Regions from separate parts of the Mus musculus genome. Here regions 1 and 2 are each linked to region 3. The links are chromatin contacts, called in public Micro-C maps. All regions are on one chromosome and are shown on one strand. The core of a region is the stretch at or near the end of the contact, and the rest is flanking DNA. Distances in the headings are between cores, read along the strand shown.

What was found. Hi-C and Micro-C count contacts between places; a contact is called where the count stands out from the background.
Region 1: a Micro-C map of granulosa cells shows a contact between it and region 3, with 2.5 times the contacts expected there. The contact joins two enhancer-like sites. A contact is called at or near these places in 12 of 484 Hi-C or Micro-C datasets (the C2C12 cell line, the G1E-ER4 cell line, the HL-1 cell line and 6 more), 1 of 115 datasets of contacts at active chromatin or transcription factors (embryonic stem cells) and 1 of 9 other capture datasets (embryonic stem cells).
Region 2: a contact with region 3 is called in a Micro-C map of granulosa cells, with 2.7 times the contacts expected there. The contact joins the promoter of Sgpp2 here to the enhancer-like site in region 3. A contact is called at or near these places in 9 of 39 promoter capture datasets (the HPC-7 cell line, cranial neural crest, embryonic stem cells and 5 more), 20 of 484 Hi-C or Micro-C datasets (the HPC-7 cell line, Sertoli cells, adipose-derived mesenchymal stem cells and 14 more), 1 of 115 datasets of contacts at active chromatin or transcription factors (embryonic stem cells) and 2 of 9 other capture datasets (adipose tissue and pancreatic islet).

The regions. Positions count from the first base shown.
Region 1 is chr1:78,346,279-78,350,447 of GRCm38.p6, reverse strand. All of the region lies in intron 1 of Sgpp2 (sphingosine-1-phosphate phosphatase 2), which reads right to left. Among named protein-coding and RNA genes, the nearest start is that of Gm51634, 8.5 kb to the left of the region's middle. Within about 2 kb of position 2,712, at least 35 of the 459 cell types and tissues checked have an H3K27ac peak or open chromatin away from gene starts, as enhancers often do. A contact at or near this core is called in granulosa cells, where this site is marked.
Region 2 is chr1:78,308,080-78,312,120 of GRCm38.p6, reverse strand. Sgpp2 (sphingosine-1-phosphate phosphatase 2) reads right to left here and starts at 1,775. Exons shown (of 5, transcript NM_001004173.2): 1 at 1,619-1,775. The coding sequence starts at 1,702.
Region 3 is chr1:78,411,103-78,415,617 of GRCm38.p6, reverse strand. All of the region lies in intron 4 of Sgpp2 (sphingosine-1-phosphate phosphatase 2), which reads right to left. It also overlaps the pseudogene Gm19072. Among named protein-coding and RNA genes, the nearest start is that of Gm51634, 57 kb to the right of the region's middle. Within about 2 kb of position 2,742, at least 11 of the 459 cell types and tissues checked have an H3K27ac peak or open chromatin away from gene starts, as enhancers often do. A contact at or near this core is called in granulosa cells and stem cell-derived cardiac mesoderm, where this site is marked.

The sequences.
Region 1 (4,169 bases), core at 1,463-3,962, 65 kb after region 3:
TGACTGCACGCACACACACACACACACACACACACACACACACACTGTTGGGGGTGTGCAGAATGAAGAACACAGACATGGCAGGGTTGGCTGTCTCCTTTAACTTTGCTTTATGTCCCTATCTGGTCTGAATTCCCTCTAAAGAATTTTTTTTTTCAGTTTGAATGAGCAAACCCTGGACTTTGCAAATACTAGATAATAGTTGTACCACTGAGCCCTAACCAACCCTCGCTTCCTTCATTCATTCCTCCATCCTTCCTTCTTTGTCTTCCCTCCATCATTCTTTCCTTCCTTGGTTTGGTTTGCCTTCAGTTTTTTTCTTTTGTTTTGTTTTGTTTTTTTGCAGTTTTGATAAAGCCTCACCTGGCCTCAAGTCTTCCTCCCTCTCAGCTCCCTGAGAGGATTACAGGTATGTACCATGGCACCCAGCATCGCACTGCCATCTTCAAAAACATTTTCTAAAACTTTAAAAGAAGTCACCAAAGCATAAGACAGCTATTCAGACATGTGTAAGATTTTTCTCCTTAATAATCTTTTTACTCGTGTTGGAGTTAAAAGCAAACATTAAAATTAATAGTAACAAATCTAAAACCCAATTACCTCAATACCAAGCCAAGGTTTTATCTGAGGACTTCCTTCTTCCTTGGGTACAGAGCTTCTAGCTGGCTACTTTTTCTATCCGAGACTCTCATGTGAGAAGTGTGTGTGACACAGAGAAGGATGGAGCACAAAGGTAGTTGCGCCACAGGACTCCCCCTCCCCCATATCTTAAATCTCCTTTCCACTTTCTACGAGTCTTAAAGAACCCAGGAGGGTAAGAACAAGACAGGGCTTGGGGAACATTTTCCCTCTTTGGTCCATCCCACCCTCCCAGAGATGACTTGTCCCTTTTTGGCAGCAGACATCATTGTGTCACCGGGATGGACCAGACTGGGAAGGACATGCTGGCAACAGGAGAGGGCACTCCATCCAGAGGGCCTGGCCTTCCCCATACCCCTCCTAAGTCTTTTCTACATGCAAAGCCTGTAAGGTTCCCCTTCAGCCTCCTCCACAGTTTCAAATTGTTGCTCCCCACTGGAAGGGTGGGTCTAATGGAGCTTAAAATCACCAGTCACAAAAATAAACTCAGGAAGAGCTTTGAAATTGTGTATACACACATAAAAGGAACACTAAAGAAACAGCACACAATGAAGAAACAATGGGCTCCCCACCCAGTCCATTGCTGACCCTCTGGTTTCTTTGTGCCCCGTGACTTATCGTTTTAACTTTATTTTTGAGACGAAAGCTTGAGTTTTTTATATTTCCTTTTCTTCCCTGGTATCTGATTTAGCCCTTGCTTTTCTGATGAACACATTTCACTTGGAACCATCTGAAAAGTCAAAAGCGAAAGCCAACTTACCCATTGTCCCACCCCTCAGGTTCAGCCTCTTTGAACATGTCTGCTGTCCCCTCCCACTGCAAAGCCCTGGGTGGGTATAGGTGTTTTCACTCAACTGTGACTGTGTTCACCTTAAATGTAGCATTACTTAACATGCCCCGAGCCTTTTACAAGGTCTGAGGACTTTTGTTTCGTTTTTGTTTTGTTTTCAAGAAGTGGTTTCTCTGTGTAGCCCTGGCTATCCTGGAATTCACTCTGCAGACTGGGCTGGCCTCAAACTCAGAGTTCTGCTTGCCCCAGCCTCTGAAGTACTGGAACATATTCTTCATCCTGGTTTTGACTCCATCTTTGCTACATTGCACTTTTTCCTTCACCCTTGTGTCAGAGGAGGCAAAGGCTGGCAAGGGCACCCAAGAAGCCCCCTAAGCACTAGTGGTTACAGGACCAAAGACACTTCCAGCGAGACTTCCTTGCCCCCACCTGCAAGAGCACATGGAAGCATCGTGTTTTGTATTCTACTCTCTCACACATTCACACGGACAGTGCTCTCTGAATCTTCCCAAGACCTTAAAGTCTCTCAGCCTTGCTTCCTGCCTCCTCCCTCTCACCATGTACAGCACTGTACCACCGTGCCTGACTCTTTCACCCTGTGCAAAAGCTTTGGGGGTAAACTTTAAGGTCATCTAAGGGCCACAGCTCAGGCATGCCGCTGAAGAAATGAAGTCTGACTTGAGAATAGGCATGGGCCATACCATGAGCCAAGGCAGAAGAACCATTCTGTATCCATCTTACAGCAGGTGAGGTGAAGCCCTCTGTGGGTGGGAAGTCCATAAGCCTACTCAACTTGCTGCAACCTTTGGCTGAGTTACAAGGAGAGGAGAAGCTCAGAGGGTCTGGGTGTTCTGACACCCTGGACCTAATGGCACATCTGTTGGACACCTCTGAGCTGCCATGTTCTGCTGTGAGCCTGCAAAAGCAGCTTCCCTTATCAAGGCATTGGGAAGACCAAATGAATGTGCATGGCGAACACATGTGGTGAATCAGACACATGGTTTCTGCTTAATCAATAGTAGGAGTGCTTGCATTATTTCTATTGATAGTATAAAGGGAAAGGATTACAGAAGGCTATCTGCTCTTGGTGGGATATACAGCAAAGAAAGCAAACAAATTTAAGAGAAGAGAGAAAAAAAAAAACAGGATGAAAGAGAAAGAGGCAAGGAAACTATCTTGGAAGGGTGACTCAGACTTTGACAGAGAGGAAGGGGGAAGGAGGCTCTGCCTGTGAGTGACCTCTGCATGCTCCCATCTTCTATCTGAAATTAAAACTGAGAACTCAGCGAGCCTCTCGGTCCATCCAGATGAGTAATGCCCGCGTCTGTGTCAGGCCTTGGCTTTGCCATGTGGGATTTGATGATAGTTATTTAGTAAGAAACCACAGGAACCAAAACAATTTGATGAAACCCAGAGAAAGTGAGTCTTTCTTTCATGGATGGCAACTGAATGCCACAGGCTGAGGGCCGACCCACCCTGAATTCTCCCGCAGGCTCTGGGCTTCATCCAGGATGCAGCACCACCGGCGGCGTAGGACACTGGGGATTCCTGCGCAGTAAACACGGACTGTGGTTCCTACACCTACAGACACAGACCTCAGGGATGGCCAAGTGTGCTGACTGTGGTTCTCATTGCTTCCCACAGGAAGACGCTTTCCAGAAAGTACTGGCTGACCTCAGCTGATAATCCTGATGTGTCAGAAATGGCACAAGAACTATGACTTCTCGGTAAGGAAGGAAACTAGACCTTAATGGCTTGTCTCTGTCGTCTCTGCGCATCCAAGGGAAACAATAAATCCGGGTGACTGTGGGCTCAAAGACTTGGAAGGAAGAAAAAGAACATTTAAAGTCTTGTACCTTCATGTCAGAATGGCTGATAGAGTCAGGGGTGATAGCACACGCCTTTGATCCCAGAGGTAGGAGGATCTTTTGGAATTTAAGGACAGTCTGGACTACATATCAAGTTCCAGGTCAGCCAGGGCTACATAGTGAGACCCTTCTCAAAAAACAAAACATAAAGAGGGTGGCTGATGGAGGTCCCCACCAATCACCCCCATCAGAGAAGACTGCCATATTAAACCAGTTATACATCTCATCAGACTGCCATGTATGGGCACTTCTCTAGTTAAAAGGATGTCTTCAGTAGCATCTAAGCCCTTGTCCATTGAAGTGTGGCTTCTAGACAGCAGCATGGATGTCACATACAAATTCGGATTCCTAGCCCCTCAAAAGGATCCAAAGATCTAGAGTCCCCTGGAATTGTGACGAGGGTCTCTCGTGCTTCGATCACACATTGAAGTGTGAAAGGGCTAATATGTGAGTAGAACGGTGTGAGCTGTCTCCACTAAGAATCCATTACACTCCAGAACACATTGAGATCCTGTTATAACTGTGAACAGAAACTGCTTACAGATGTTTTGCTTAATTTTTTTTCTTTTATTTTCATTTTTTGAAGTTCTGGGGCTCCAGAGCTCCACCCATACCAGGAAAGTTCTCCATGGGCTACACCCCGAGTCCTAGGGATGGCCTATAGAACTGTCTCCTGAGTATGACTTTTGCTGTTGATCACCAGAGCAACTGCAATTACCTGTCTGTCAGAAAAGGCATTCAAAACTGATTCTCAGAATCCATGTTTAAAAAGCCAGGCTTTGTGGCATGCACTCATAATCCCAGACTTGGAGAGGTGATGGCCAGCCAGCAGAGCCTAACTGGAGAGCTGCAGGCCAATGGGAGATCCTGAC
Region 2 (4,041 bases), core at 526-3,025, 100 kb after region 3:
TAACCTTTCCACATCTTTTAAAATGAACCTAAAAACAAAAAAAACCTCATGAACCCTTCCCTTATCAAAAGGTCTTGAGTTAATTTTTTTCCTGTTATGGCTACTACAGGGATTTAATATCCTGAACTTTCAGTTTTCTTTTACTTATTTCATGGACTTCAGTAATCCAAGCGCTGGGAACGAGAACCCCACTCCTTGATTCCCCAGACTATCTGGGACTACAAGAAGGAAGAAGCCTTCCCCAGAATGTGCAGGCAAGTAATCAAGGGGATTGTGTAAAAACAATTTAAGAAACATTAGTGGAAAAATTCAGTCCTGAATGAGGAAGAGCAGGTACAGGGGAGACAAGTCGGATAGAGTGCAGCCCCCCACCCCCACCCCCGCGCTGGTCCTGAGCCTAAACAGAGCGCCTGTACAGGAAAACGCTTCCCGTGGGGGTGGGGCATTGGGCTTATGTGCTAGCACCTTTTGAGGCAAGGCTCTGGCAAAGAGAGATGTCTTGAATTAATCTCAAAGCTATCAGCATGCCGTGAAGTAACTATAAAGTGAAAATATTTTGAAGAATTTCTCTAGCTGAGAATACACAACTAGCCTACTGCCACTTTTCAAATGAATTCTGTAATTTGATGCCTCTATTATTCTGTCCTACACAAGCGCCAGGTTCTTAAGTAGTTATCTATATATAAGGACGTGTCACCTTCCAGTCACCAGAATCTCTCAGAAAGAATAAAACACTGAAGAAGGGGGGTGGGGGAGGCGGAGTAGAATTGCTTCTGTCCTGGTTTGTTATTTTCTACTTAAGCCGAGGGAAAGGGCAGCTGCTGGTGGTGCCCAAGGGAGACAAGCTTTCCTAGCTGCCATCTGCCGCCTGCCTGGTCCTTTCAGCCTGGAGGAGTCCCTGTGCACCTCATAACGCAAAGCTGCAGTAGGGTTGTATAACCTTGCTCCGGATGCAAAGCATCTACCGAAAAGGCCGTAAGAGCCAATCATAAAAGACCAACCAGTGCCTCCAAAACTAGGGGGACGTCGGGAGGGAGACAGTGTTGAACTCCCATCTCTGAGGTTAGGTTAGCTGGGGGGCGGGGCTGTGAATTCCCAGAGGAGTCCAGGGCGGGTGTTCAGCAAAGCAAAGCGCGCGACTGGGATGTCTGCACGGAGTAGGAAGGGGGGATGCGGCAGCAACCTAAGGACTTTGAGGAGTTCTCAGGCTGTGTCCCAGGGAAGTGCCAAGGACATCCCCGCTCCTCTTTTCAGTTACGTAACTCTCACACTTTGGGTGGAATCTAACGAACTTACTCACTAAAGTAATTAAAGTAGAAAGTCTTTCCGCGGATGCATGCAAAGGTGGTGTCTGAAAAGAAGTGACTGACTGCCACCTGCAGCGAGAAAGGGTGGCATCGGGTGACTGTTCCCCGCCGTGCCCTTCCTAGGATGGAAGCCGGGTGGCGGCGGTTGGAGCCCTCCAATCCCCATCTAGGAGTCACCCGGAGCCGCAGGTAAGCAGGCGGCCGTCGCCCTCCTCCCCAACGGCAGACACCGAATCCCGGTTGTCGGAGAGATGAGAGACCTCCGGGACCCCTGTCGCCCACTTCGAAAGGCCCTTCTCCCTAGGACTGACCTCCCGCGCTGGGAAGAGCCCGCAGCGGCGCTGGAAGCGCGCCACGAGCTGTGAATCCCGCAGGCTCCGCAGCAGTTCGGCCATGGTGAGCCGTGACCCCGTTCCTCCGACCCGCAGCCACGCGCGTCCGTGTCCTCAGCGTGCGCCCTGGCCTCGCGTTCCGCAGCCCGATGCTCCCAGCGCAGGACGGGCGGGGCGCGGTGCCAGCCAACAGGTGCGCCACCCGGGTCCTAGCGCCCGCCCTACACGCGGGCAAGCCCAGGTGTCCGCCACCACCTTGCACACGTCACCGTCCCCTTCCTAGCCAACCGGGCGGCCCCAGCCCCTTACCTGCCTGCTGGAGAGTGTGCTTGCAACTGCGTGGACGGGTCCACGTGCATGACCTATGCGCCATCCCCACTCCCGCGCATCCTTCCAAGTGCTGCCGGAAGCCTGGACGCTTTGTGACCCTCCTTTCAAATCTGGAGTTCAAGGTGAAACTGGTCGCCACTACACATGTGTCCCCCACATCCCAGCTCCCTGCCCCAACCTTTGCTTGTTTTCTGAAAGACTTAATTCCCAGGGAGTCTGGTTCCTAGGGAGAATTCTCAGTGATTTCTAAACTTCCTGAAATGTTTCCTTCTCACAGGCCAGTCACCTCATTCAAATTTGAGAAAGAATAGCAGAAATGCGGAGAGTCAACCCGGGTGATTTTATGGAAAAATAGAAATCTCTTTCTCTCTCCTACCCGCTGTGTGTGTGTGTGTGTGTGTGTGTGGTCTCTCTCTCTCTCTCTCTCTCTCTCTCTCTCTCTCTCTCTCTCTCTCTCTCTCTCTCTCTCTCTTCCTCTCTTTCTCCCTCCCTCCCACATACCTCCTCCCTTTTGGCCTTGGGAAGACTTTAGACCCAAAGGGAACAAGGTACTGAGCGACTACCAGGCGCCAGCCACTGCTTAGAAGAGCAAAGGAAACGTCCTGCAGATGGTTTTTCCTGAGCTTTCCTAAACCTCCCTTCCGGGTCTCTGAGATCCTAAGATGACCTCTGTACCTCATTGCAGGGAGTGAGAAGCAACAGTTAAACGAGGGCCAGGTGATTGGCCTGCAGCAAAACTATAATCCAATCCTTAGTTGGGAACAGAAGGCTGCGGGGGGGGGGGGGGGGGTTTCCTGGCCGCCCTTTTAAAGCCTGCTATTTGGCGGAATAAAGGACCGTGCATGAACACCTGCCACCACCCTTGCTTATCCAGTTGTCCTTCTAGGCTGGGAAGTCTTCGGTTCCTGATACGTGAAGATGATCTGGTCCCCTCTCATTCCAGTTTTCTGACTCCCTTGTTCCTTAGTCCTATCTGGAGAACATGTCAAGGTCGCTAAGTCAGCAGTGGCTTGTTCAGAGATTCTATTTTCTTTCCTCTTCCAGAGGAAAATGCAGCCCTATGTCATACTCAGTCATGTGTGGCTGAAAAGGCAGTTGCCTCCACCCCTAGTGCTGTAGTGATTTTTGTTTTTAAAGATTTATTTATTTATTTTTATGTGTATGAGCACACCAGAAGTGGGCATCAGATCCCATTACAGATGGTTGTGAGCCACCATATGGTTGCTGGAGTTGAACTTAGGACCTCTGGAAGATCAGCCAGTGCTCTTAACTGCTGAGCCAGCATTTCAGTCCTCTCCCACCCCCAAAGTTTGATTTTAACAGCTGACATTACAGTAGCTCCCAACCTGAGCCTTTATACATTTAAAGAATATGTTCTCCCAGGAAGACCCTTGAATTGCATGTCTCCTAAATGGGTCGCTCCAACCTTTCTATTTCAGAAAGAGAGAGAGAGAGAGAGAGACAGAGAGAGAGAGAGAGAGAGAGAGAGAGAGAAACCTAAAAATATGTCAAAATATGTCATACTTAATGTGGTACCAAATTAGATTTCTTTCAGGTCTTTGACTCAAGTTTTTAGTGACTCATGAACCCTGAGATAAGTCACCGTGGTTTTTGTTTCCTTCTATGATGAGACACTAGTCTTCATTTATTGTCTTTCTTAAGAGACTGTTGTGAAAATCTTCAGAGGCATCACGAGCCAGTTACAGCAATATGCACTGTGACAAAGGTCCTGCTCTACATCCTATGTCTCCTTCCATTGACGCAGGCTCTCTCACAGAACCTGGAGCTAGGCTGGCTCTGCCCTCCACAGTTGCTGGGGCTACAAATGCCACATTGCCACATCCTTCGGTCCTCATGCACTCACAGCAAGTGCTCCTATCCACAGAGCCATCTCTCTGGCCCTTTGTATTTTATTTTTTAAAGACATGGCTTTGTGATATAGCCTCAAATGTCTTCAGATTCTCAAATATGTCTGCCTCTGCCTGGCAAGTTCTAGATTCCAGGTATGTAATACCATGTGCAGACAGTGACATATGTTGAAGGAATCAGTATTGGATATATTAGTTAGGGGT
Region 3 (4,515 bases), core at 1,493-3,992:
ATTTATGTGTTGTGCTAGACTTCATAAAACTTTGAACGATTACATTATATGGTGTGTGCACATGTGTGCATGTGACAGCGGGCCTGTAGACGTCAAAGGGAGTTGGGTCCTTTCCACCATGTGGTTGCTAGGAATAGCTCAGATCATCAGGTTTGGTGCTAACCAGGCATCTTTTACCCGTTAAGCCATCTTACCAGTCCCAAATTCATAAAGTCTTATGCCAATAACTGTCAATTTTTTAACTAAGAAAATACTTTAAACAAATGAAAATGGAAATGCTTTCAGGCTCTTTTGGTCCCATCTAACACTGCCAAGTGTTAGCTGCTGCATTTTAAGGGACCCCCAGAGACCTAGAGAGGCTCCTAACTTTGAACTCCTACCTTCTTAGACTGTGCTGAGGATCTCCTAGAATCTGTGCCCCACCCAGTCCTCAGACAACATCCTGTTAGCTGGGCATGGTGGTGAATGCATGGTGACGCATGTAGGGAGTCTCAGCATTTGGGAAGTGGAGGCAGGGGGATGGTGAGTTCAAGGCCAGTTTGGGCTCTATTGTGAGACTCTGATTCAAGAAACCCAAGGGCAAGTTAAAGCTGTTAATGAAGCCATCTTCCACTCATCTGTGTGTAAAATGTTGCATGCTTCGTGGGGCAGAAACTTGTCAGTAGCTTTTAAAGTACAGATTTCTCTTTTGAACTAGCAGCCTCACCCGGGGACCTGGCTCAGGAGCTGTAACTGCCAACAGCTGAATCAAGGTTGTCATGTTCTTCATGGTGGGGTTGCTGGTCATGGCAAGTCCCGCTCTAGGAGGAGCATTGCATTTAACTGTTTACACCACAGGACACTGCTGTGACAGGAGGATTCTCCAAGCAGTTTTAAAAAGGTCAGGTGGGCCTGGGCCATTGGGGTAATGACGAGCAGAGCTTTCTACTGACTACATTCAACCCCTCTGGGAACATATCCAGATGGAGCCTGATTTGACTGCTTATGTGGGAAAAGCCAGTGCCTTCAGTGAGGACTGCAGCTGCCAACGCTGTCCTGTTGGTACCTGAGAAGAAGCAGAGATGCTTTCTCCATGACTAGTGGAGTAGACACAAAGTCTCCACTCACCAAGCACTTGGGTTTGTGTGGAGTGAGTGGTCAGGAGCACAGACGGTTCTCAAGGTTGTTCAACAGTCCTCGTTGACCAAGAACGCACTCGCACGGCTCAGCGGCTAACTCAGGATGCGGGATCACCCCAGTAGGTGGAGTTTGTCCTGCTCAAGTTTCTCTGCGATTGAAATGGGGGTCAACATGTATGTTTCCGTTGGATCCATCGTGGATAGAGCTCTGTACCCAGAAAGCTCAGCAACGGGAAGGAACTATGTGAGTGAGAATATCTACCTTGTAAAAAGGTACACAGGGGACCTCCATCTCGAGGATGCCATTCATGTGCCCGTCTTACCTGCCAAGAGCAGGTGACAGAAGCTAACAGGAGCTGGGATCTGTGAGGCAGACAGCTTTTGGAGGCTCTGCCCACCTGGATTTAAAGATCTCCTGGCTGCTATAACATTTTAAGGAACTGAATAGACAACCCAATTTCAGATAATATATTTATTTCCTTGCATGGCTTTAGAAACACTTTGTTGAGCAGAGTTTTTACATGCTTATTTCTACACGGCTTAAAAGGATGATGTTTTTAAAATGACACAGCATAGCAAACCGTTAAATCCTCCAATAAGTAACGAGGCAAGCTGCTGGGTAGTATATGTAAGACATGGTTCTATTTTGACTGACAAAAAGCTTGGAACACAGGCAGGTACATATTTGCAGAGCAGTGCACTTGGGTACACAGTAGGGAAGGGGACTCCACACTGGAATTCTCTATCACCTGGATGTGCTTTTTATTTCCTTTGGATTTATGTGAAATTGAATTAAGCACCTGAGTCTGCCCATGCACGGCGGGGTGAGCAGGGACCTCCGTGCAGAGGGTCCGCTGAGGACCAGAGTATTTTGTCTATGTGTTTAAAGGAACACTACTGTTAAGAGTTGGAGACAGCTCGTCACCTCCGCCAGTCTTGACCCCGAAGGAAGTCAACAGGGATAAAAGGGGCATTTGCCTCATCCACAGAGATAAAGCAGCTCAGGTCCCTTCTGGAAGAAAGTCTCCCAAGGCCAGATGGCTCACTCTTCCTTGGCCCTCCAGCCATGGTTGCTCTTGCGGCTGCCTTGATGGCTGCAGGTCTCATGGAGACTGACAGATTAATCAGTCGAAACTCTCTTCCCAGAAGGTCCTAGGTTGTGCCACACTCTTCCCCCATCTGATCCAGAGTGCAGCCAGGAATCTACACTCTGCATAGTCCCCAGCATAATCTGGATTCAGTGAATGTAAAGTTAGAACAAAAGTAAATAAACCCAGGGACAGCAGCCTAGAGCCTGAGCACGGTCCAAATCCTCAACAGGTTCCAGGAATTCCGCACTGCTTTCCCACGGCACGCAAATGGGTCTGCTTGCTTTCTGAAATTTTAAACTTTTTTGTTTTGTTTTGTTTTTTGAGCCAGGCGTGGTGGCCCACCCCTTTGATCCCAGTACTTGGGAGGCATGCAGGCAGATCTCTCTGAGTTTGAGGCTAGCCTGATCTACACAGTGAGTTGGAGCATGGGCAACTTCTACTTAGAAAGAAAAAGACTTCCCTAATAACCATTAAGGGTTCCCTGGGGAGAGGCGGGGCCTCATGAGCCCCGCCCCTTTCCCTGATAGGCTACTTCTGGGCGCTGTCCTGAGCAGGTCTTGGGATTGCTTCTGCTGCTGTAAGTTCCTGAGTGCAAGGCCAGGTCCTGAAAACATCTTTTCACAGCGCACTTCCCCGTGCTCTGGCCTTGGTCTTTCTTTCTGCTCTCTCTTCCACAGCGTTCCCTGAGCCTTAGAGGGCGTGGTGCAGATGTCCTGTTTAGGACTGTGCTCTCAAGAGACACTTAGTTCCATATTCTGACCAGTTCTTGGTCTCTGCCCACGTAACCGCTGTCCACTGCAAACAGAAGCTTCTCTGGTCAAGGCTGAGCCCACTTGCTGTTTGTTAAACACACCGAGGACAGTTTTGTATTCCTTTCAGAAGCTAAGTGTGCTCCAGCCATCTCTACCTGGCAAGTTCTTACAGCTCCTCTCTAAGGCTCGGCTCTAGGGCTATGCCTCTCTCACGCACTGTCATGTATCCCCACAGTTGGCAGTGATCTCCCTTGGCCCTGAACGAAAGGCTAAGAGCACACTTCATACACTTGCCTTATTTTGTCTTTGCTGTGATGAATACTTTCCTCTGGGCTCATTAAAAGTTTCCGGCCAGAAAGTCAAGGTTGAGCTAAGGTTGCCGATTTATTTGCAGTCTTTCTCAAAGCGTCAGGACTAGAGTAGACCAGACACTAGCTGGCAGAGTCAGGAGGCTGGGGTGTTGGCTACCCATTGTTTCAAAGTATAAATAAGAATTTACCCTGGTTCCTCCTGTCTTCTTTTGTAATTATGGTTGCCAAAGTCCCTGACATCTGGTTGGAATAGTCTTTATAAACTTAATTGTGTTCATCTTCAATCCAAACTAAATTATTTTAGTCCACAGCCCCAGCATTTGAGGCAAAACTAATTTTAGCCATCATGGCCGAATATGGAGTTTTCCCCCTCCCTTCTAGTCATACATTTGGATTTTCATCCATGGAAAGTGATACTATAATAAAGGTATTTAGGTATTTTCATAAGAAAGACACTTGAGCCATATCTAGTGAGATTTCCAAGTTGGGGACTGTAAATCTCTTATAACAAAATTATTTTGTAAATACTTCTACATAGAAGAACTGCAAATGCTCTAAGCTTTATTTTTAAATAACTTTCCTTGAGACAAGGTCTTATTCTGTAGCTGAGGCTGGTTCTACCACTAGTCTCAAAACAAAACAAATAAAACAACCCCCCCCCCCCAAAACCCCCAAACCTTCAAAAACATTTCCAGAGATGAACATTTCCACTGTTGCTTAGGAAAGCCACAAGTGGCCATTCTGCTTCTCAGCACACCAGGTGCCACTCAGATGGCTCCTCGAAAGATGCCTGTTTGGTGCCAGGATGTGTGTGCTCATCTGGGAATGTATTGAGCGCTTCCTGTATGCAGTGATTGAAGAACCATTATAGGGGGTCCGTGTGTAACAGTTCAGAAAGACACTGGGCATTTCAGGAAGCCATCCCCGCTCTCATGCTCTCGAGAGAAGAGTTTCAAGGTAGAGACACCAGGTAGTACTTGGTGTAAAGTATACAACATTACATAAACGCTCAGACCTATGATTCTACTTAAAATTGTTCAGGAAAGTTCCCATCACCTTGGTGCCAAGGAGTCTACTCGGTTGGTGGAGCACTTGCCTAACGTGCAGGAAGCCCCAGCGTCAGCCTGGAGTAAAACTAGGGCATAACACCATAGCACCTCTTAGCCCAGAACTCAGGGCATTGGAGGCAGGAAAGTCAAAAGTTCAAGGGCATCTCCAGACACAGAGTGAGTCCAATGACAGC